Linked DNA regions of Gossypium hirsutum: region 1 is linked to region 2. A link is a contact called in public Hi-C data. All regions are on one chromosome and are shown on one strand. The core of a region is the stretch at or near the end of the contact, and the rest is flanking DNA. Distances in the headings are between cores, read along the strand shown.

Region 1 (6,329 bases), core at 2,262-4,761, 460 kb after region 2:
GAGGCAGATGAGGAAACTTATCAGTTTCTCCAAAACCTCATTACTAGCCTTAAGCCCACACTTCTGTTGCTGCATACAGAGCCTTCTTCATCCGTATCCCCTCCTTCTTCAAGACATCTGAAGAAGATGTTATGAGAGGATAAAATTTTTATCAACAGAATTCAAAAAATTTTGCCTCCAACCATGCCTTATATATACTCCTTAGGCATGATTCTCATTGGTCATTTCCACTATCCATTCTTGATCATTTTGTCTCCCACTTTGGAACCAGTCAGTTCCATCCTAACCCAACCAGCATTGGAATCCAACTAATCAATATTTGACCTCTTAAATTTTTAAATTACTCGTTGAGGTCCCAGAATTCATCAGTCCTCTCGATTTAGTCCTAGCTTCCTAAATTTTTAGTTAATAATGATATTCAGGTGTTACAGTTGGACATAGTTAGGTTGCAAGCAACTCTTATTGCTAAGTTATTTGGCGACCGGATGTTACTCAAAAAGTGAGACATTTTTATGAGTGCTTGCCTAAGATAGGCTTTTAACAAACTCGAAAAGCTGCCGATGGGGAATGAGGATGAATGTTACTTATACTATGTGTAGTGTAACTCAAGAAAACTCTTTACAGATAGTAAGGGACTGCATGGTCACTTCTTGGGTACGGAAAAGGTTAGTTCCTCTATATTCTCAATGAATTTTCTTTGATTCTAAATTTGGAAGCTGGTTATCTAGTAATCTTGCAAACTCTGAGATTGATGAAATTGTGGGAGTGCACTGGAATACTTTATTTGCTATGGCCTGTTGAAATCTTTAGGAATAGAGAAATGAGTTCATTTTTCGGAGGCCCTCTTGTTCATCTATTGATATTATCAATCACAGTATCAGCTAGGCCCAACATGTTAAGGATAATGTTCTTGCTAAAGTAACTATTAAACCAAATGCTTAGATTTAAGTTGGGTGGAAGCTGCCACCTACGGGATGGGTGAAAATAAATGCTGATGATGCGATGATTAATTATGGATCAGATGCTACTATAGCAATCATTATTCGGGATGATGATGGTATGTGGCAGATAGGCTATAGTCGGAGATTTGGAGGATAAACTTTGGGTGATTTATAACAGTCTCTTGATTGCTTGGAATAAAGGATATAGGGGAGTGATGCTAGAAACTGATAGTGTGAAGGTTGTTAAATAGATTGATGCAGGTGAAGGAGAGTATAGCCATAAACCTTTATTAAACTGCATTAGAAATCTTAGCAGCAGAGATTGGGAATTGAAAATCTTCCATATATACAAGGAAGCCAATTATGTTGTAAATTGCTTATGGAAGATGTCAGTAGAAGATGATTTTGTGCTACAAGAGTGGATACAACCGCCCGACAACATATTGTCTGCTTTGTTAGGTGACCTGTTGGGAGTCACTACAGGCAGATTGTGTTCTTCATGATATTAGTTGTTGATGATTAGCTTTGTTCATTTACCAAAAAAAAAAACTTAACAACCAGTGTTATAAGGTTACTACATGTCATTGTTTTTGTTATTTTTGAATTCTTAATATAATATTGTTACACATAGTACCTTCACCAGAATATAGCTCCACCAACACACCTCTATCAAGGGTACTATTCAATCAAAGCTTAGGGAACACGAGAGTCACCACCTCTTATAGTCAAATTACACCAATGGGATTATCATCGTTGTTTACCTACATACCTTACAACCTCATCAATGTTACATCGCTCATCTAACTAAAACCCTTGAAGGGATCAATGGGCTAGCAAGAGGTTGCCACGTCTTTCCTTAATAGGTCCACTTTTATATAAAATCCTTTTCACCTCTATGATGAACACATACAACCTTGTCTCTCTCTTTCTCTCTATCCATGTTCCTATCTTCTTTTACTTCTGAACACTCAACTTACCTACCATCTATCACAATCGTCATATGGCTCTCCGCCCCTCTAAGATGAACTAAGCTCCTTTCTCTATTGTCATCTCTTTCATGCTGATTATTTAGTTCAACAAATATAATAATGCACAGCTAAGGATGGTAACCTAGTGCCACAACTCAACCTTGTTCCGAATTTTATACCTTGTGTTTCAAACGCATTTAAAAAAAATAAAAATTCACCCTAGTGTGGTTGGATTGAGTCCGAATGTTAGATTCAAATATTTTACCGTCAGTATAAAAATTTAAGAACTTCTCTTACAAATTCTTTTTAATACCAATGAATAGAAACAAATTTCTAATAATATATTGTATGCTAGCTGTTTATAATGATTATATCATTCATGAAGTAAAATCAAATTTCGAAATTTGAAATTAAGCTTCCTTTAGGACCAATGCTATTATAATTGTTATTGTATTTATTAGATAAAATGTAAAATTTCTTTCTTCCTTTCTTTTTCGTAAAATTGAAAACAAATTCTTGAGTTTTATAATAAATTCTAAAAATGAAAGTATTGGAGAACCAAACCCTGAATGTTTAATTGCCAATTTGGTGACTAAATATTAAAAATTGATAAATTCATGTTAGAATTTAAAATTGTTACAATAAATTAAATTCAACGATAATATAAAATATGTTTTTCAAAGAAACAACGATGATGGCAATATGATGCATGATATAACAGGAAAAAATTATTATTGAAAATTTTGAATAATAAATATTAATATATTATTTTCTAAAACACAATTATAATTATAATCAGTATTAATAACACTCAATTTGTATTTAATAATTATACATAAAATCAATTATTAATGTTTTGTTTATATAATTTTACATAAATATGTTTATGAGAAAATATCCGTTACATCATAAGTGAAATTTAAAATTTTCACAAGGAGTATGATATAGTAAAAATTTTTAAAAATAAACATATAAAAAAATGAAAGCATAGCAAATTTGTTTATTAGTGTTTTTTTTTATACAATATTGAGGGTAGAAGATAAAAGTTATATAATTTGACAAAAATTTTAACTAGAGCTGAGCTCTATTCAAACTTAACATATTAGTGTTTTATTTAATTTTTAACTATTTATGTTTTTGATAAAATATATTTTTAACTATTTATTGATAATATAATATTTTTTGGATGGAAGCAATCATCAAAAAAAAATTAAAGAACTAAAATCAAGTTATATCACTATACCTACATAAATCTTAAAAGTTTCCTTAAGATTTACAAACAATGTTGAATATAATATTAATCACTTGAATCTACACAAATTTTATCATTAAAAAAATGACTTACTTGAAAATTATATTTCTAAATATAACAAATTATCAATAAAATTATATTAAAAAAGTTATTTTAGCATTATCTATTTCTTGCACACAATTTCGTTTTGTCCCAAAGTAATTAAGGCATAAATCTTTGATTGTCCCAAGAAAGCACCTCTCTACCAGACGGTTGGAGCGTGCAAAACACTCTCAGTTATTCCCGCGTGCCACGTGGGTACAATTCCTACATAATAGTAATAATAATAAAATAAAAATAAAAACAAAAAAGGGAAAAGAATAACGTTGGTGTCAGTTGTGTTGTGTTCCACAGTTAGCCGTTTTCTTTTAGCTTCTCTCTCAAACAAAGCATTCATTCGCTTCGCTCTTTCCTTTTCCTTTTCCTTTGTTTTCCTCTTTTAAAAACAAAAAAAAAATCTTCCCTTATTTTTTTATTTTTTCCTTTATATATATTAACTTTCTTTTTCACTGTACTTTTGATAGAAAGAAGCCATTCATTTCCTCACCCAAGGTTTTCTTTTTTTCTTTTTCTTTTTCTTTTTTTGAGATCATCATTGGATACAACAGATACCTTGAAAAAGAAGTGGAAAAGTTAATAGAAAATTTGAAATGGGATCATCTTCAGGGCAAAGTAGCGGAAGCTATGATCTTTCATTCAAGATCTTGTTGATCGGAGACTCTGGTGTCGGCAAGAGTAGTTTGCTTGTTAGCTTCATTTCAGCTTCTGCGGAAGATCTAGCTCCCACCATTGGTCCGATTTTCTCTCTCTTTTTTTCATTCATTTTTTCAATCCTGGATCTTTGATTAGTAAAAAATATGATTTGGGTTTTTGCTTAAATCTAATGCTTTAGGTGTGGATTTTAAGATCAAGCTGTTATCTGTTGGTGGCAAGAGATTAAAGCTTACCATTTGGGATACTGGTACGAAATTCATGCTAATATTGTTTTTATTTTTCATTTTAGTCTTCCAGTCTCAAATTAGATTTCTTTGTCAAAATCATTCAGTGTCTAATTGAAGTCAGTTGACTGTTTTCCATTTTACATTGGAGAGAGCTCACTTTTACCGACTTAATAGTATAAACTATAAAAATATTTTATAGTCTGTTTTGTTTGCCTCATCCTACATTTTAGTCACTTATATTTAAAATGTTACGTTTTAGTAACTTATGTTATTATTTTGTTACGTCTATTATTTCCCTAACGGTAATCTTACGTGGCAGTCCAATTAAATATTACTGAATCTGCTAATACATTCTTCGTCCGGATGAAGTATGTATTAACAAATTCACTAAATGATTATATATATATTTACGCATATATCAGATTACCAAAATAAAATTTTAAATACTTATACCTAATAAAACATGTTTCTCATTACAATAATAGTATTTTCTAAATAACATATTGTTTTATAATTTTATTTCTTATTTAATATTTTAATTTAATTTTAATAATGCATACTTTATTCGGATGAAGTATGTATTGACAGATTTAGTAATATCTAGTTTGACTGCCACGTAAGATTACCGTTAGGGAGATAACAGAACTTAACGGAAGAGTGATTATTTCGTAACAAAATAATAACATAAGTGACTAAAACGTAACATTTTAAACATAAGTGACTAAAACTTAACATGAAGCAAACAAAAGTGACTATTTTTTGTAGCGACTAAAATTAGATTTCTTTGTCAAAATCATTCAGTGTCTAATTGAAGTCAGTTGACTGTTTTCCATTTTACATTGGAGAGAGCTCACTTTTACCGACTTAATATGTTCATTAATACATTAGTATGACATTAGCATCGTTGAAGTGTTTTTGTTAATGTGTTTTGATCTGCTATGGTTTTTCATGGCCCCAATTCTTCACTCTGCAATATCATCAAAATTTTCAGAAAATATATGTGAAATCATTCATGGTGAAAAGAGGTATACAATTGATAATATATTAATTTGTTAAAATGAGTTTCTGGGTTTTAACTTTGTTGTTAGCTTGATGTTGCTTCTTTAATCTTTTATTAGCTGTCCACTCTTTTTTTTTTTCATTTCTTCATGAAAGCACATTGAAATAATTGTCTTGCAACGTGGAGAAATCATGATTTATTTGTGAAACCAATATGCTTCTTGTAGCTGGACAGGAAAGGTTCAGAACCTTAACAAGCTCTTACTACCGGGGCGCCCAAGGGATCATTCTTGGTAAGTTCATGTTTCCGGCGTTATTCTACTTTCTTGATTTTGTTCAATGGAGCCTATCACCGGTTTCATCTCGCGAATTTCAGCTATCTGATATCATAGCAAAACGGTTTCTTAATCATGTGGCTGATAATAAGGTTAGTTTGATGATGCTTTTCTTCTTGGACTGGTCAAGAAGATGCATTGTGGCTTGATGGAGCTCTACTTTCTGCAATTTCATGCAGTTTTTATTTATGGCACATTTGCATTTGGTTCATCATTTCAAAATGGTGGACTGGATCCTAAAATTTATATTCTCGTCCCGAATAAACTATCAACTGCGATTCTTGTCGATTCCGTTCAAGGGGTTGTGGTAAATATTATATGGTTTGCTCATGAATTAAATTGGCATAATTGTTTGACTTATTTCTTGGCTTTGGTTATAGTTTATGATGTAACACGGAGAGAGACCTTCACAAATTTGTCTGATGTTTGGGCCAAAGAAGTGGAGCTTTTCTCTACCAATCAGGACTGTGTCAAGATGCTTGTTGGAAATAAAGTTGACAGAGTAAGCCTAGTGTCCTTCAAATCCTTTAGAACTAAAATTTGAAGATAAATCAACTCCATTCACGCGTATCCATTGAAAAGGTCAAGGATAGATTAGTTTGTTGTGAAGAGACAATTTCACACTCTTGTGGGACAAAGCTCCTTCATGTTGAAACCTCATGGAACAAAGATGCGAAGAAAAATTTTACCAGTCATAAAGGGGCCATTGCACCCATTAATACTATAAGCTGCTTTGCCTATCGTGTTATCCCCTATAGTCTTTGATATTGCGTTTCTCTTTACTTGAGGACTTATTTTTGAATCATTTTCTGTTAATTTATAGTCTTCTTCATTGTATCTCATTTGATTACATT
Region 2 (6,750 bases), core at 1,491-3,990:
AAGTCCTCCAACACCCATGTTGTTTCAAATTTAAAATCCGGTTCCCCTGCTGACCTTTGACTTATGAAATTGAAAGCCTTTGTATCTAGTAACAAAGTGTAGTGATCTGAAATTAAGCAAGTGAGATGCGAAACGACATAATTAAAGAAAGTACTATACCAAGTTGTAGTAGCGATGCCCCTATCCAACCTAGGAAACTCATATCCGCTAATCCACATCCCTCCAACGCATCTCGAAAAACGCTCATAGGTCGTTCCTCTTTTAGTCTCCATCCTTGCTTCTCTTCATTCGACACAATTTTATTAAAATCACCAATGATCACTCATGGCCCTTCATAATTTTGGCCAAGTCGTTTCATCAAGTCCCACGATTCACTTCTTCTATGACCCTCTGGAACTCCATAAAAGTCAGTGAAATGCCACTTCAAATCCATATCAACATCAGTACATCAACATGGTAGTCACAAAAATTCCGCAAATCAGCTGACAAACCATTTTGCCATCCTAAACTTAAACGACCCCTTGACCCATCAGATGATACATCAATGTCATTATAGTAACCAAATTTTCGATGAATTTTTTCCATATTACTCCCATTTAGTTTTGTTTTAATAAAGAAAATTATATAGAGATGATATTTTTTCAGCAACTGCTGATTCTCCGAAATAACCTTGGATTCCCTATTCCACAGGCGTTCCAACTTAATATTTTCATAATGCTCAGTTGACCGTTCTATAGGTTCAGCCGTTGAAAAATTCTTTCCATCACCCTTTTTTTCTTTGATTCCCCAAATTCAACATTCTCATCAGATCCACACCCATCATCAAAATATCTGGGCCTTTTTTTCCCATCTACAAAATTAATGGGCCGATTATCACTACCCATATTAGCATTCATTGCTTCAAATATGTCTTCATCTATACAAGGAAGTTTTGACTTTCCAACCAAATTAATGCTCATGTTGCTGCCAGCATTTCTCATAAAATTAGCCACATTAATGTTCAAATTAAACTTTCCTTTTTCCTCCATTGTAACTCCTGAATTACCTCCCCAATTATCTTCTGTCTCGTGAAGCCAAATGCTACCTCCAGCCACCATCTTCCTCGCCATTGCTCTAAGAGAAATGTTCCATCCCCTTGGTAATTCTTGGCTCCCCTTAACGATCTGGATAAGACAAAAGCTTTCCCCATGACCCAGCCTACCATACAAAAAGCAGAACGTGGTTAGCTTTTCATATTTGAACATGGCAAAAAATTCTTTTGTCTTTCCAATTATAAGCTTCTTCTTCCATTTCAGTGGGTGTCGAATGTATATCAAAACCCAGATTTGTATAAAATATTTTAAACCCACTGCCACAACCTTCACATCATATTCAACGAATTCGCCAATAAACCTTCCAAATTGTTTTGCCATAGCTTCCATATACATATCATTAGGAAGGTTATGTATTTGCACCCAGAAAGTCAATTTAAACAAAGGGACTTTTAACGGATTAGCACCTATATGTAAAACATCAAAAATTAATAAGTGATTATTAAAGGTCCAAGGAGACCCCTTTACATCATATCAGCCTCGCAATAAAAGTGAAAAAGAAAACATTTGTCCCCAATATCAGTAATGGTGACTCCACCAAGGGGATGCCAAAAATTTGCTAGAACATTCTTCATGGATTGAAAATTTACGATAGTCACCGTAAAAAAATAACCCACTAAACAGAAATTGAAAATATCCTCCACTAATCCCTCCCCCAGATCTATTTCCCGTCCTTCTCCTTCCCCATTTCCCTCTTCATCTTCCAGTCGAAGATCTGCCAACGCCGCTTCCATACTCTACACAGAACCCCACTGTTGTCAAAACAGGTTTTCTAAATAAACCACCAAATCTTAAACCAAATGCTACACGAGAGCATACAAAATCATGCTATATGAGAGCATACAGTAAACTTAGATGGTTAATATTCAATTATTTGATACTAATAATTTTGTATATATTAGCTAATATATGTTTTACTTTAATATACATGTCTTAAAATACTTTTTCATTTTATTAACTAATAGAAATTTAAATGTAAAAAATTGTGAGAGTGCCACTTAGTGTAAATATAGGGTATGTAACTTGTTATATTAAATAAGAAATACTTATGATAATCATAATTATTTTTAAATTTTAATTAACCATCACTAACTCTATAAATACTACAAGTGTAATTTTTTCTACATTATTGTCAAGTATATGATTTCGATTTAAGTATTTTATAAATTAACTTTATATCTCATTCCCTTTTATATTTTTTCCAGATTGTCTAATTGTCTAATAGTAATCTATATTAGTACTTAAAACTCATTTGTTCAAAATATATAAAACAACACCAATATAAATTCTTTTTTTTTAGAGTAAATTCTTTTATTTATTTATGCTCTTCATTGCACATGTATTGAAATAAGCAATATATATATACACATTATATACTATCACTATATTTCCTAGAATACTTAATTAATGTTTAAAGTCTTCACCATCGATTAAATATTAAATAATCAAACCATTCTATAAAAACAATGATATAACTCTATGAACCAATAGCATGTTATTGAATTTGCTTCTAATAGCACGTTTTAGTCAAAATAGATCTCTTGGTTCAACAATTTTTACACGCAATGCAAGGCGAAAAGACAAGATTGACGGTGAAAACTATGCAATGGGGAAGAATTGGTGGCATTATCGATTGTTGGAGGGGAGGAGGATGCATGGTAAGTTTATTTGGATGAGGAATTGAGGGGGGAAGGGGAAGATTTGAGAGTTGTGGGCAGTTTCTTGACTGCTAGTGTTGTTCAATTCTAGGCTATGCGTACAACTTTAACCAATTTACAGCATCTGCTTGGGGGTGTGACAATTATAGATCTAGGGGGAAACTATTTCTTTTTAAGCTCTATTATGAGATTGATCTAGCCAGGTTTTTGGAAGAAAGCTCTTGGACGTTTAATAACTATTTGTTACTTTTCCACAGATTAAAGGTAGGGGAAGATTCATTGGCTATGCCATTATTTTGGTCAAATTTTTGGATCCAGGTTCATGATCTTCCGATGGGTTTAATGTCTAAGATGATGGCCAAACAGTTTGGGGATTTTCTGGGACAAATTTTAGAGTATGATACGAAATCCATAAGCAAAGGTTATCAGAGTTACATGAGGATTCGGGTAAGAATTGATGTGAAGAATACGTTGAAGAGAAGGAAAAAGATTGTTTTGGGTAACAAACGTTGCATATATGTACGCTTTCAATATGAAAGATTATCGATGTTTTGTTTCCTGTGTGGACGATTGGGACATTCAGAAAGAATTTTTTCAGTAAGGATTGTTCATGGGAAGAAAGATTTGGTGTTTGAGTGGGATTTTTCTATGAAAGCGATTCCCAAATGAGCAATGATGGTGTCAAGCTGTTGGTTACATGAGGAGGGGAAGGGCTGAAGTTTGGTGAGTTGGGGAAGTCGTTGGGAAGGGGAGAATGGGAGCAAGTGAATATATAAGGCTTGTTTCGAAATGCTGATTTTCTGAGGCATGTGGGCGCCAATCTAAGATTGAATATGGGAGGAAGAAGAAGCCTGATCTAGATGGGGAGGAGAATATGGATCCACATAGGGATCTGGTAGAGTAGATTGTCCCATAGAAGTTAGGGAAGGGAAGAAACGACCTCGTAGTTCATGATTTTCTCAAGTTTCTATTGGATGGATTCGGGGAGAACTTCTGATGAACATAATTATGTTCATGTTTCTCATATATCGGTTGGTTCTGTAGGGCAAGGCAGCCGGATGCAATGAAACTCTTATGTTGGAATGTCCGTGGGATGGGGAACCACCGGACGATACGTCGCCTTCGGCACGTATTGAGGGAGACTAATCCCGAGGTGGCTTTCTTCATGGAAACTAAGTTATAGAGTTCTAAGATGGAGGAAGTTCAAAGGAGTTGGGGTTTGATAGAATTAATTGATGTGAGTAGTGAAGTTATAAGGGGGGATTATCTTTATGTTGGAAATAAGGGTGTAAGGTGGCCTTATGAAGCTTATTATTGAGCCATATTGATATGATTGTGGAGGGTGACATGGAAGCAACTAGGTGGTGATTTACTGGTTTTTATGGGCATCTAGTAGAGAGTTTGAGGCATCATTCGTGGAATTTACTATGAGGCCTATCAATAGAGAACTCTAAACCGTGGTTGGTTATGGGGGACTTCAACAAGATTTTGTATTCTCATGAGAAGCAAGGGGGAAACCTAAGAGATGAACGGTGTATGGAAGGTTTTAGGTTTGCTCTTGATGATTGTGATTTGCTGGATGTGGGTTATGAAGGCAAATGGTTTATGTGGGAACGTGGAAAATTGACTCATAATAATAGTCGGGAAAGGCTTGATAAGGGGGAGAGTTATAGGGAGCAATGAGCAAGGGCTAATTGGTTGAGAAACGGTGATCGAAATATAGGTTTTTTTTCCATGGAATGACTTCTCAACGTAAAAAAAGAAGAGTATTAGTCGACTTGAGGATGGAGATGGACGAGTGAGGATGGGGGATGAAGGGATAGAGCAAAATACGTGTTGATACTTCTCGGAGTTGTTTACATCACAGGGTAGATGTGATAGTAGAAGGCTCCTTTCAGGTATTTTGATTCATGTTACCAATAGCATGAATGAGTTCTTGACTTCGAGATTTATGAAAGAGGAGATAGTGGCGACAGTTCAAGCATGTATCTTACGAAGGCACTGGGGAAAGATGGAATGCCAACTTTGTTCTATCAACAATTCTGGCTTATTGTTGGTACTGATGTAAGTAATTATTGCTTTGATATCTTGAATAATGAATTATCTATGTCAGAGATTAATTATACCAATATAGTGCTTATTCCAAAATAATCTAATCCTATTAGTATGACACATTTTAGACCGATTAGCCTTTGCAATGTCTTGCTTAAAATCATTACTAAGGCAATTGTTTATAGATTGCAAATGATAATGCCGCATTGCATTGATGAAGCGCAAAGTGTATTTGTACCGGAGAGGTCGATTACGATTAATGTCATAGTGGCTTGAGGTCGAAGAGAGTCTTTTGCACTAAAGTTGAATATGATCAAGGCATACGATAGAGTGGAATGACATTAACCATCTTAAAAGATAGGATCTTTTGCACTCAAGCTTGATTACAGTTAATGTTGAAAATGGGTTTTGGGAAGTTGGGTTAAGCTGGTTATGAGATATGTTACGTCTGTCCAGTATTCAGTTGTGTTGAATGGGAAACCAAGATGGTTCATCTCCATTTTTAGAGGAATTCGGCAAGGTGATTTGTTAAGTCCTTTCTTATTTTTTTCTGTAGTGAGGGCTTGTTTGCTCTGTTATGATTAGCTTCTCAAGATAGTCTTATAAAAGGAGAGAAATCGAGTCAATCAGGGCCTATAGTATCACATTTGTTTTTTGTCAATGATTGTCTAATCTTTGGTGATGCGTCTTTAAAGGGGGCAAAAAATGAGAAAAATGTACTGAAAGAGTATGAGGGTTGTTCGGGGCAACTAATTAATTTTAATAAATCCATTGTTTATTTTAGTTCAAATGCCAGTGAAAGAACTTGCCAACTAATTGAAAGGGAGTTAGGTGTAAGGAGTTCTTTGGATCCTGAGAAGTGCTTAGGGTTACCTATGGTTATAGGTCAAAACAAAAAGCTTGCTTTCTGTATCGTATCTGAGGCAGAATAAATGGATGGTGCAGTTGATGGTTATTGTTAGGGGGTAAGGTATTTTTTATTAAATTAGTGTTACAAGCTATTCCCAATTATGTCATGTCATGTTTTCTATTGCTAAAGACATTTTGTGATGAAATAGAAGTTGTGTTCTATTGTTATAGTGGAAAAAATGACAGTCGAAGTGAGGGATTCATTGGTGCTTTTGGGAGAGGTTGTGTAACCTAAAGGAGGGTGGGGAATTGGGTTTCCAACAACTAATGAAATTTAATGTAGCTTGGCCAAGCAGGGTTGGAGGCTGGCTTGTAATCTTACTTTTTTAGTTGCACGAGATTTGAAAGTTAAATATTATGCAAGGAGTGAGTTTATGAAAACAAAGTTAAGGAGTCAACCTTCGGCTATTTGGAGAAGCATTTGGGCAGCAAAAGGACTCTTGTTGAAGGGAAGCAGGTGGCACGTTGGTGATGTAGCTTGGTTACTTGGAGACAAACCATATATTGTTCAATCACCTTGGGTTAATGATGTAATTACTGTGGCTGATTTGATTGATGAACAGAATGGAAAATGGAAGGAAAATGTTGTTCATCTCACCTTCAATGAATAGGAAACGAGAAGAATCTTAAGCATCATGTTGGCAAAGTATGGTCTAGCGGATAGATTGAGATGATGTTCTGAGAAATCTGGTGAGTATACTGTGCATAATGGGTATCGACTGCTGTTGTGGGGTTTTCCAGGAACTGATAATGATTTGTACAGTGATATAGAGTCGGAAACGCAAATGTTGTATAGACAACTATGGCTGGCAAAGGTGCCAAAAAAATTGAAAATTACAACATGGAGAATTTTACATAACTATGTGCCTACTAGATCTAATTTGCTGGTTAGAAGGTTAGCAGATGCTGCTGCATATTTTCATTGTGGAATGGCGACAGAGACTACTTTGCATGTTTGTCAAGACTGTCCTTATGTAGCATAAGTTTGGCAACAGATAGATATTAGTTGGAATCTGTATCAAACAGGGGAGTCATTCCTT

The links. Hi-C and Micro-C count contacts between places; a contact is called where the count stands out from the background.
Region 1: a contact with region 2 is called in a Hi-C map of petal, with 4 times the contacts expected there. The contact joins the promoter of LOC107899493 here to the enhancer-like site in region 2. A contact is called at or near these places in 7 of 34 Hi-C or Micro-C datasets (callus, leaf and petal).

Annotation. Positions count from the first base shown.
Region 1 is chrA04:64,835,960-64,842,288 of Gossypium_hirsutum_v2.1, forward strand. It overlaps LOC107899493 (ras-related protein RABC2a), which reads left to right and starts at 3,512. Exons shown (of 6, transcript XM_016825221.2): 1 at 3,512-3,992; 2 at 4,093-4,161; 3 at 5,368-5,433; 4 at 5,856-5,977. The coding sequence starts at 3,851.
Region 2 is chrA04:64,379,816-64,386,565 of Gossypium_hirsutum_v2.1, forward strand. No RefSeq gene overlaps it. Among protein-coding and RNA genes, the nearest start is that of LOC107887878, 31 kb to the left of the region's middle. Within about 2 kb of position 2,741, at least 6 of the 9 cell types and tissues checked have an H3K27ac peak or open chromatin away from gene starts, as enhancers often do.